2 separate regions of the Sus scrofa genome follow, and region 1 is linked to region 2. Evidence: chromatin contacts called from public HiChIP or PLAC-seq data. All regions are on one chromosome and are shown on one strand. Each heading gives the region's core, a stretch centred on a gene start, on an enhancer-like site or on the middle of the called end of the contact. The rest is flanking DNA. Distances are from core to core; before and after follow the strand shown. Region 1 has its middle 140 kb from the start of RGMA. Region 2 has its middle 320 kb from the start of RGMA.

The links. HiChIP or PLAC-seq counts read pairs in DNA pulled down with a chosen protein or histone mark.
Region 1: a contact with region 2 is called in an H3K27ac HiChIP or PLAC-seq map of skeletal muscle. The contact joins two enhancer-like sites. A contact is called at or near these places in 1 of 47 Hi-C or Micro-C datasets (fetal heart ventricle) and 1 of 2 datasets of contacts at active chromatin or transcription factors (skeletal muscle).

The regions. Positions count from the first base shown.
Region 1 is chr7:85,779,165-85,785,315 of Sscrofa11.1, forward strand. No RefSeq gene overlaps it. Among named protein-coding and RNA genes, the nearest start is that of RGMA, 140 kb to the right of the region's middle. Within about 2 kb of position 2,272, at least 4 of the 83 cell types and tissues checked have an H3K27ac peak or open chromatin away from gene starts, as enhancers often do. A contact at or near this core is called in skeletal muscle, where this site is marked.
Region 2 is chr7:85,597,637-85,603,436 of Sscrofa11.1, forward strand. No RefSeq gene overlaps it. Among named protein-coding and RNA genes, the nearest start is that of RGMA, 320 kb to the right of the region's middle. Within about 2 kb of position 1,490, at least 14 of the 83 cell types and tissues checked have an H3K27ac peak or open chromatin away from gene starts, as enhancers often do. A contact at or near this core is called in skeletal muscle, where this site is marked.

The DNA.
Region 1 (6,151 bases), core at 1,022-3,521, 180 kb after region 2:
CAAGTTATACTGTCAGCTGACCAGACATTTATAAGCCCAAGATCATATGATCCTCAGGATTATTTGGGAGAAAGACCTAGATCAAGACTAGTGATTTGTTTAACTTGACCCCTCTTCACTGGGGTAACAGCAGGAGTCACAAAGAAATAAAACTGGCCTTCACTGGAAAGGATCTCCTGCTATAATCATGACCATGAAATGCTTAGCCTCACTGTCTCTGAGCTACCTCTCAGCTACCGCTCCAACATCTCTTCTTGGAAGGAAAAGAACATCTTAGGTGGACTCACTGTGCTAGTTACTCACTATCCATTCCCCTTTATCCCTTATGAACAGAGCCTTGATTTTGTCCAAGGTACAGAGTGCACCCCAGATTGCCTTTCCAGCGGGGTGGCCATGCACCCAGTTACGGCCACCAGGACACCTGGGGAAGGTCTGGGGAAAGCTTGCACATTCCTGACACAGGCTCCTGCTTCATACACCTACCCTTACTGCCCCCTTCCTGTTTCTTTCTTCCTGCCCGCAGTGGGGATGTGAAGCTGGAGGTACAGTCACCACTGAGGACCACAAAGCCACAACCATAGATACCAAGTTGGCAGAGCAGAAAGGTACAAAGAGTTTCAAAAATTTTAAATGTCTCGGAGCCACCACTCCAGCCCTGGACCCAATACTTCAAACCTTCTTGTTACACAAGCCACACAAACCCCTTACTTGGTTAAGCCACTGTTTATTGAGTTTTTCTGCAACTTGCAGTGAACTCGACACATCCAAAGCCAAACTCAAGGTTTCTTCTCCCAGATCCGTTCCTCTGCCAGGCCCTGCACATCAGCAAGCCAGAAATAAGGGCCATCATGAATTACCCACCTCCTTGGCCTCTGTGCTGAGATGGGTCAATTATTTCATCTCTGTCTTATCTCCCACCCACCACCACCATGCCTCCTCTTCTTGTTCCGCCTCCTCTTCTTTTTCCACCTCCTATGGCTGACCCCCCACCCATTCATTTTATCCCCAGCCACCAGAGTCATCTTTTCCAAGTACAGATCTTCTCAGGTCACCCCCCAGCTTACAGCCCTGCTCAAACACCTCCTGCATTTACAAGAAAGACCTTCATCCTTCACCAGACCCTGCAGCCTGGAAGCCCCTCCCCTCTCCTCCATGCTTCTCCCCTCTGGGCTCTGTACACACTCAGCTTTCAGTTCAGTGGTTCCTAAACTCATCCCATGTTGAATTCACCGAGGATCTTTTCAATTGAACTGACTCACCAACCTCTAGGGTACATCCCAGGCCTCGGTATTTTTTGAGGCTCCCCAGGTGATTATTCCAGGGAGCAGACAGACTTCAGAGCCATCATTTCCTTAGCCAGGTGGTGCACTCTCCACCCACTCCTGGCTTCACACCTGGTCTTCCTCTTTCCCATACCCCCATGCTCCCTCCCTCCCACCCTTCTCATCCTTGGACTGACAGTTCAAAGGTCACTGTCTCCAAGAAGTTTTTCCAGGCTCCCAAACCTGGTCACTGTCCCTGTTCCAAATCCTCCAAACCTGTGCCTCTTTCCTCCAGAACACTCACTGCAGTTGGTCAATATACTCTTATTTGGGGATGATTCACTCAGCGTCTGTTTCCCCCACCAGGCTCTCTGATCTCAAATCCTTTCTGGTTTTAATTGTGTTGTATCCCCAGACCGAGCACACTGTCCTGGCTCAGCAGGTGTGCAACGCATATTTGTTGAATGAAGGGATGGTCAGTATCACCTCGATCTTGAAGATGAGGGCTCAGAGAAACTAACTCTGTAAGAGGCCTCTATTCACATATAATAAATATCCAATCTTAGTGCTGTTCTAAGCCAGGGATTTGCAAACTTCCACAGCATCAAGATCACCTGGAGAGCTTGGAAAACACAAATCACTGGGCCTCAGCCCCAGAGCCCCTGATGCAACAGATCTGGGGAAGGGCCCAAGGATTTGAGTTTGTGTCAAGTTCATGGGTGCAGATGTGCAGGTCCAGGAAATTCACTTGAGGACTGTGACCCAGGCTCTTCTAGTACCTCCCAGCCATTGAGTGCATTCAATGACAGCGAAAAGCCAAAGTGAACTCAAATCCACCTAAAGAACTGTCTTTTTTCTTTTCTTTTCTTTTTCAGTTTTCATACAAGGGTTATGTTCATATCGTTAGAATCTGGTGTTTGTCCCAGCCTTAATAACAGCCTCTGTGCTCCCCATGGCCCTGCAGACAGAAAGATCCCAGCTGTGGCCAAGCTCTGAGTCTCCCCAGGGGGGTGGCAAAGACTCCAGATATATTGCCAAGCAAGTGGCAAAGGGGCCTGGCAGGCTTGCTCCAATCCCAGCACACCTGACTCGTGTCCAGAAGAAAGACAAGCGTGAAATCCTGCCCAGTGAGAAATGGGCAGGGCCAGTCCTCCCCACAACTGTGGAGATTTCCAGAAGGCTCCCAGAGCCACACCTTCAGACACCGCTCGCCCCAGCTCCATTTCAAATCCCCTTTTCTCCACTTTTTTCTTCCCTTCCCTGTATTCCAACAAACTGTCCTGAAGGAGCCTACGCCTATCTTTGATGCACATTTGGGCGTGTGAAAACGAAAGGGACATATTTTGCATCATTTACAGCTGGTTCCACCTGGAAAATTAGTATTTTCATCCTGTAAGGTTTGTTTATATTTTGAAGTCCCACACCACAGATCTGACATGCGTACTGACTTTCTTGTCAGGAATGGTGGCAAAAAAAAAAAAAAAAAAAAAAACCACAAACAAACAGCTCCCTAGTTAATGGCTCATTTCAGGACTGAGATTGCCATGTCAGAGATATTACAAGTAAAAGCAGCTCCATAGGAAAAACAAAAAACAAAAATTTACAAATCTGAGACATTTTTGAATAAAGCCCATTAGGTAGAGCTGGGTAGAAGGGTGGCAAGACGCTTGGATTAATGTTTTTTCAGCTCATTGTGAACCAGAGCTGAGACCCCATCCAACACTCATTCCTCTGCATTAAACACACCGGAATTTTGGAAATACTTGTGCTGTGACTGAGGTTTATCCCGGCACAACCTGGGAAGAAAGCGTTTGTGTCTATTGTTCTAACTGTTAATTAACTGTGTCAACAAGATTGTAGGGAAAATGTTTTTAAAGCCTCTTAAGAGGGCAAACACTTTTTAAGCACCTCTAAGTACTTTAGGAATACCCAAGGATTTAAATTGACAATGATAAACAATCACTAATTATAGTCATTCTTAACTGGTTCTCACCAAGGACCTCTTTATTAGATAACACTTGTTAACCTAGTTTATACTAGGTATGTATTTAGAGAAGATTAAGTTCAATTTAATTCAAATCTGTACTTATCAAGTTTTCTATAAGAATGAGCTGATTATTCTGAAATATGCTATCATTCAGGGTCTTCTTCAGTTAGCCAAAAATGGTAAGGTTTAACTCTGCATCAAAAACCTATAACCACAGAAACATAATTTCATTTACATTGTTTTCAAATTGCTGAGATGTCCCATGACAAGGACCGAGGTATCAGCTTTGTACCTCAGCACCCAGCACAACACTTATCCCAAAGAAGGTCTCAATATGTGTTTGCTTAGCGAACAAAAGAGCCACAGAAACAACCCTGACCTGCACAATGGATTGTTCCGGAAAATAAAAGGAGGGCAATTCGTGTCACCACTTGAAAACAGGACTTTCACGGCACATTTCCAATAAGCGTTGAGTTAAGCCTTTTAGTGACTTTATCTCATTCAAGCCTTAGGACAACCTATGAGAAAGATTTTCTCAACGTTCCCATTTTAAAAATGCAGGCTGTGCGCGTGGGAGGAAAGGAGAGCGCAGGTCCGGTGGGCTCCACGCCAGTCCCCTCCACCCCTGGGCTCCATGCCTCCTACGTGAATCCCGCCCAAGCAACTAAGCCTGCGTCCACACACGCTGGGACTGGAGTCTTTATCAGTCCTGACAATTAAAGAAAATAAAACAAAGTATTGCTTTGGAAGGGATTAGCAATGAGATCCTGCTGTGTAGCACTGAGAACTATGTCTAGTCCCTTATGATGGAGCATGATAATAGGCGAAAAAAGAATGTATACATGTATGTGTAACTGGGTCACCATGCTGTACAGTAGAAAAAAAAATTGTATTGGGGAAATAACAATAAAAAAATTAAAAAAAAAAAAGATACTGGAAATAGCCCAGTTACCAAGTATGAGGAAGAATGGAGGAGTGGGTCAAGGACCAAGAGCCAAGGAGAGGAAAGAGAAGGGGCTTCGCTAGAACCATGCAAAGGATGGCCTCAGTTTGTGAAATAGAACATTTTCCCATACCATCTACAAATTAAGCTCAAAACAGATTAAAGACCTAAATGTAAGACTGGAAACCATGAAACTCTTAGAAGAAAACATGAGCAGAACACTCCTTGACATAAACCATAGCAATATTTTTTTGGATCTGTCTCCTAAGCAAAGGAAACAAAAGCAGAAATAAACAGTTGGAACCTAATTAAACTTAAAAGCTTTTGCACACCAAAACATTGACAGAAAAAAAAAAAAAAGAAACCTACCAAATGGGAGAAAATATCTGCAAAGGATATGATCAATAAGGGGTTAATATACAAGGTATATAAACAGCTCACATAACTCAATAACAAAAACAAACAAAAACAAACAACCACGATTTAAAAGTGGGCAGAAAATCTGAATAAACATTTTTCCTAGGAAGATATAAAGAGGGCCAACAGAGACATAAAAAGATCCTCAAGATTGCCAATCATCAGAGAAATGCAAATCAAAATCACAATGAGCTATCACCTCACACCTGCCAGAGTGGCTATTATCAAAAAAACCACAAAAACAATGGCACGGTGGGGCCTAAAAAGGAAAAAAAAAAAAAGCAAAAACAAATGTTGGTAAAGATGTGGAGAAAAGGGAACTCTAATACACTATTGGTAGGAATGTAAGTTGGTACAGTCACTATGGAAAACTGTATGGAGGCCTCTCAGAAAACTACCAACAGGAGCTCCCCTCATGGCACAGTGGTTAACAAATCTGACTAGGAACCATGAGATTGCAGGTTCAATCCCTGGCCTTGCTCAGTGGGTTAAGGATCCGGCATTGCTGTGAGCTGTGGTATAGGTTGCAGACACGGCTCAGATCCCACGTTGCTGTGGCTCTAGTGCCAGTGGCTCTAGCTCCGATTAGACCCCTAGCCTGGGAACCTCCACATGCCATGGGAGCGGCCCTAGAAAAGACAAAAAAAAAAAAAAAAAAAAAAAAAAACTACCATATAATCTAACAACTCCATTCCTAGATATATATTCAAAGAAAACAGAAGCATTAATTCCAAAAGATACATACAAACCAGTGTTCATAGCAGCATTATTTACAAGATATGGACACAGCCTACACATCCATCAACAGATGAATGGGTAAAGATGTAATATATATACATCTATATACATATATGTGTATAATATGTAATGTATATATTATACAATTATATATATTACAATGTAAGAAGAGTTTTCTTGAAAGTTCTGGTCATGGCTCAGGGGAAACAAATCTGACTAGTATCCATGAGGATGCAGGTTCGATTCCTGGCCTCACTCAGTGTATTAAGGATCTAGGGTTGCCATGAGCTGTGGTGTAGGTCTCAGATGCGGCTCAGATCTGGTGTTGCTGTGGCTGTGGTGTAGGCCAGCGGCTACAGCTCTGATTTGAACCCTAGCCCGGAAACCTCCATGTGCTGCAGGTACACCCTAAAAAGACAGAGTTTTCTTTAACAATTTGGGTAAGTGCAATGTCATATGAAGCAAAGGAGCATACAGAATTATATGGATAAATTGAGCTTAACTATACAAAGAAAAAATCAGCAGAAGAATATAAAATGAGAGAGAAATGTACCAACATGTGAGCTTTGTGGTTGCCCCTAAAAGGTACATTTTTTTAACTCTTCACTTTGCGGTACTTCCCAAATGTCTATGATGATAAGCAGATATCTCTTTGATCATCAGGGAAAACAGGAAAACTATCGCCCATGAGATATGCTTAGCTTTCTCTTTCATCAGCCATGATGGGAGTTTTGACCATTGACCCCACCTGCAGGTATGAATGACCACCCCACTCAAAATAAGTCTTCACATTACCCTCCCTTC
Region 2 (5,800 bases), core at 240-2,739:
CGAACACAAAGGAACATAACACCTGCAAACGGCTCTGTGTTTACTCTGTGACTGGTTGTCCATTATCCTCTAAAAATATGTTTCGGGGCTGGAAACGGGCTGTTTGTGCCAAGAAAGCCTGGAGTGATAACACAGCCTGTTTACCTTGGAATTCTCCCCGTCCCACCATGGGCGGGCCCTGCTGAGGCAAGACAGCTTTGGAACATTTTTTTCTGCCTAGTGCCACTTTGCTGAAACCTCTGCAAGTTTGGAGCTAGAGACCAGAGAAAGGGCGTCGGGGGCTGAGAGTGTGGAGAAAGACTGCTGGGCTTCAGGATGTGGTTGTGATATTATTTATTCCTCTGTGATGATTTTCTGGCAGGGCTTTGGGTGTCTTAGCCTCTGGAAGGAGTTGCAAAGTATCAAAAACAACACCAAAACAAACCGTTTTAACACCCACACTTACAGGAAACTTTACCCCAGGGGCTCAGAGCACTTCTAAAAGAACAAGAAGGCCTGCCCTTGGCAGCTGTGATTGTCTGCCCCCGAGCTCAATTTATTGTCTCCTTCTTTGAAGCACTCTTGGTCTAGAATGAAGCATCATCCAAAGAGACCTCACTCAAAGCAGCCAACAGGGACCATGGCAGAAGAGTTCCCACCCAAAGGCAAAGCTCCTTGGAGCCCCAAACACAGCAGCATCACCCCCTACGGCCACCCTGAGTCCACACTGCAGCTGGAGTCTGACTGGTACAGTGTCATTGGCTTGGGGATGGTATGAAACCTAGAATGAAGAGACATATAAAGAAGTGTGTGGATAAACAGCAGAACTCACATGTATTGGGGTCTCAGCTTAAGGCCAGTCTAGGCAAATGAGCACTCTGCCTGGCTTTTCTCATATAACTAAAGAAAACAATTCTATTCTTATTTCATAAGCGAGAGAAAGAAGGCTTAGAAAGCTTAAGCAATTCTCCCAGAGTTAGGTTATTCAGTCAGATGGAAGCACTGGGGTTTCAAACCAGGTCTCTCTGGCTTTTTTTTTTTTTTTTTTTTTTTTTTCCACTACCTTACGTGGCCTGTCAAAGGCTGACATGCGTGGATTTCCTTTTGCTTCCAAATTTATTCAAAAAAGACCCAGTGTGGTGCTAAGATGCTAGTCTGGTTCTAATGTTGGAACCTGGTCTCCATTTCCTTCCTTCAGCTCCCCTGTCTCATTCTGAGAACAGGAGGAAGGTTAAGTTAGAGTGGAAGTTCAGGCTACTTTCACACAAAAATTGTGGTACATGATGGTACATTTGCTCTGTTGTTTAAGGATGTTCAGTTTGACTCTATAAACTAAGAGAAACAGGCCAATGAGGACAGAGGAAAGTAATCGATGCCAGTGGCCAGTGAGACCTATTAAACATAGATAAAGTAAGTAGAATATTCAAAGTCACACTAACTATTCATAAGGCATTCAAAACTCACCAGGCATTTAGTTGGCCACTCATTGGGAACATTCATTCCCCTCAGTTGTCTGCCTACAACACATGGATAAAAGCCAGTAGGCCAACTGGCAAGCTACAGCTGTGGCCAGGCAAATTTGCCTGTGTGTCTCATAAAAGCAGGTGTGTGTTTGCCTCAAGTATTTTCCATATGTTGACCCGCTTGTTCATTAGGAACTCTGTTCCTCCATGTAACCCCAGCAGGGAAAGGCTAATGTGTCAGAAACAGAAAGTGACAGACAGAGAGAGACTATAAGCATTGCCTACTATGGGATTCAGGGATTCTGGTCCTTTTACCCTGTTTTGTACCCACCTTAGATGCATTCATCCTCCATCTCTTCCATCTCTTCCCCTTTGCTTCTCTCGGTGAGTTTATTAAACCATGTGATTCAAACCTCTTAGACTGGTACTCGAGTCTTTAGGTTCCTGACCTCCGAGGCAGGTGGCTCTGTAATGTCCTGTGTCAGGTTCATCTGCTCGGCGCTATCTCCCTCTGTCCTTGCCTACACACAAGGATTTGGAGGTGCGGGCTGAGAAGTGAGGTGGCGGCACCGGGATAGAGCCAGCCGGCTTCGTCGCACAGGATGGAGGCAGGCAAGCTGGTGGGAGGCTGTTCCGCCGAGAGATGCTGCGGCAGCGCTGGGAGAGACCCAGTGGTCTTGCCAGGCAGGGATGGAGGCAGGCAGTCTCTCCACGCAGAAGCAATCAGCTCAGAACAGAGAAGTTCTCAATCCAATGGAATTTCCCAACTGACACCTTGCAGTGTAACAGCTCTGACCTGGGCTTAATGAGCCATTCCGGTCCGTAGTCCTGAGCGGAAAAAACGCTCCTGCTGGTTGCCTCATAAGTCGCAACCGAGAGTCAAGTAGCAAGTTTTATGCCCACCCTCAGAGACAGTGGGCCGCCCTAGGTAGGGACTGGCGCTGGCTGCAACTAGGTTTCTGCTTATATCCCTACTCCGCCCACCTGTTTGTGACCTCTATTCTCTTGCCCCATGCTGACCAGTTTCCTGTCCCAACCCCACTGCGCCACCGTGCGTGTGCGTGCGTGCGTGCGTGCGTAAGGGGGCGTGTTGGGAACTTCTGATTGGTTTCAGCAAGGATGCCTTATTTACATGGGAAAAAGGTTATAAGGAGTTGCTCTAAAGCGCATTCCTCTGGTATTTGCCTGTCTTTAACTTTTGATCATAGACTTCTGGTTTTTGGTGACAATAAATGGCCTGTTTTGAATCACCCAGATCCAAGTCCTTATTCTATCCCACCTAACACTTGGAGGGCACCATTGCATCAAGGTGATTTCTCCCTTAACACACGCCCTCCAAGCATTTTCTGGTTATTGGTCAAAACAAAGGAAATCCTGGTGGAATGATTCAATGGCAAAGAAAAGCAAGTAAACCCAGGAAGATTAACATATATTTTTAGGATAATATTTATGAATTATTTCCCGAATGGAATCAACCATCAGAATTTGTGTGCATTTATTTGACAATCTGTTCGGTGTACTTTGGACTCAGCATGTCAGGAGGCACCTTCACCGTTTTCAAGCACTTTCACCCATGTGGAATCTATGTGAGTATTACACTGACTTTGTCATGTTTTCAAAACAGATATGATTCTATTTTACAAAAAAAATAAACTGTGCTCAAGCAGGTAGAGAGAAATGCCTAAGGCTTGATTGCTACCAAAAACTGAGTTCAGACCTAGAATCCTAAATAAATATTCTACTACACAGTGTGTATATTGAAACATAAGGATTCCTATCCACATGGGAATGGAAAGGTAAGGAAAAGAGATAAGGTGCATGGTAATGGCTGACTTAATATTTGTATTTTATTATATATAAAATGGTATATACACTACCATTGCTGAAGACCTGTTTTGTGCCCAGTAACATTATATGTGTCTTATCCACAGTAACTCTTTTCCTTAAAGTGCCAGGAGCTATTATGATTCTCAATTCATAATTAATGAAAGGAAGATTTAGCAGTGTTCCTTCTGTCACATGCAGGTAGAAAACCCGATTTCCAACACAGGTCAGCTGACTCTAAGACTCAATTTCTGAGATGCCATAATTGCAATGGTCATCATTACCAATTAAAAATCCATAAAGTTTTTGAGTGTTTTCTGTGTGCTGGGCATTCTATGCGCATCTCCATTTTCCTCAGGACAATTCTCAGAGAGTGTCATTGACAAAACATCGCTTTCAAAAACAAAAGAATGGAAAGTTTACATGTTAAACTATAAATGTAGGGCTTTAGATTTAAAAAATGCAGTGGAGAATGCTCAGAACATCCTGCCAACATTGGAACTGTCTTTGTGACTTTACCTTCTGATCATTTCCCAAAGGGGAAGAAAAAGACCATAAGCCCAGTCATGAAATTGGGGGAGAGAGTACGAGTAATGGAGAGGATCAAAGGCAACCTGTGGACTTTATTTGGATTCTTTCTTTTTTCTTTGCCTTTTTAGGGCCACACTTGTGGCAATATGGAGGTTCCCAGGCAAGGAGTTCAATTGGAGCTGCAGCTGCCGGTCTATGCCACAGCCACAGCAACGTGGGATTCAAGCGGCTTCTGCAACCTACACCACAGCTCACAGCAACACCGGATCCTTAACCCACGGAGCCAGACCAGGGATACTGGTCAGGTTCTTAGCCCACTGAGCCACACAGAGAACTCCATGTGTTTGAAATTGTCAATATTAATCATCAAGGAGTTCCTGTCATGGCACAGCAGAAACGAATCCACTAGGAACCCTGAGGTTGCAGGTTTGATCCCTGGCCTCGCTCAGTGGGTTAAGGATCCAGCGTTGCCATGAGCTGTGGTATAGGTCACAGATGAGGCTTGGATATGGTGTTGCTATGGCTGTGGCGTAGGCCAGAGACTATAGCTCCAATTAGACCTCTAGCCTAGGAACCTCCATATGCCACAAGTGTGGCCATTAAAAAAAAAAAACGCAACAATCATCACAAATGTGTGCTGATGGGTGGGAGGAGAGTGAAAAAGCCTACTGGGGATCGGAATATCTGTGAAAGCCACACCAAGTTTTCACATCCATCTTCATTTGAAAATAGGGCCCTGCAGCTTTAAAAGAAACACAAATCCAAGATTGAGAGAATTAAAGCTGAACATGTTAGCTTGAAAATTTAACCCAAAGGTTAATGCAAATGTAAGGGATAGTCACAGGTGAGAATGCCCAAAAGGTGCTTTTCAAATTGTCTAAACTTGTGTCAACTTCAACGTCACTGCAATCATGCCTAAGATTTCACCCGCAACTGCATGCAATCTGTAGCCAGACATCCCCTCACACTGTAGTTTGAGTTTAAACTTGAAATTGCTGGGGGTGGGGTGGAAGAGGACAAAAAGCCAGAGGCAAGAAGAGGAAAGGTAATTTACTATTGCAAAGCTGAGGCCCTGTGCTGAGTTCCTTGAAGTACCAAACTAAAATGCTGCTGCATTGGAACAATGGCCTCTGATTAGGGGGAATCTGCAAATCATGTGCAAATGGGCTTTTTATAATGGGGGGGGGCCTTTGTTTGCTTTGTCTTTTCCACTAGGGAAACAATCCATATACATTCCTTGAGCCCGACACAGAGTTCCACTCTGAGGCTTCTCCTTCGAGTCTTCGGTGAACATGATTAGCATCCTATCTGCCACCATTACGAAGCTCCCAGAAACTGTGCAATTTTAAAAAATAAAAATAATAAGGTTGGGTTTATGTTCGGCTGAACTTTTTGCTCACTGTGTGGCCTTGAGCCAGTCAGATGACCTGCTTGTGTCCCAATAAGTCAAACCAGCTGGAAAATTGAGTAAGAGACAGGGGCCTCCCTGAAAAACAGTTGCTACAGCTGAGCAGAACATTTAGTAAATAAATTGGCGGCCAAAGGGATGGGAGACTGGTGACTTGTTTTGAATATTCAAGAGCAGCTCCAAGCTGAGGAACAGATTAGAACCTCTTTCCAGAACAATCACCAGGTCTTCTATGGTCAACCTGGGCACCCGCCGTAGCAAACACCGTGGGACTCCAGAGTGGCCTCTCTTTAGACAACTTTAACCCTTGACATCAGGTCCTCAGGGATCATATTTATTAAAATATCACCTAAGTGAAGCTGCACTGGTGCCTGGTGAGGACTGCAAGCCCCTCACTCTGGCCTCCCTGTTCCTCTCCTCCATTTTATTTTTGTTTGTTTTTAGGGTTTGTTTGTTTTTTTTTTTTTTTGGCCAGCACCTTCAAAGATACCTAGCATCGAATGTGATAACTTGTTTATGTTCTCCATCCTCGACTTGAATGTAAGCTCCTCCAGGGAAGTAGCTTTAGTCCATGTCATTCACTGCTGTGTCCCCA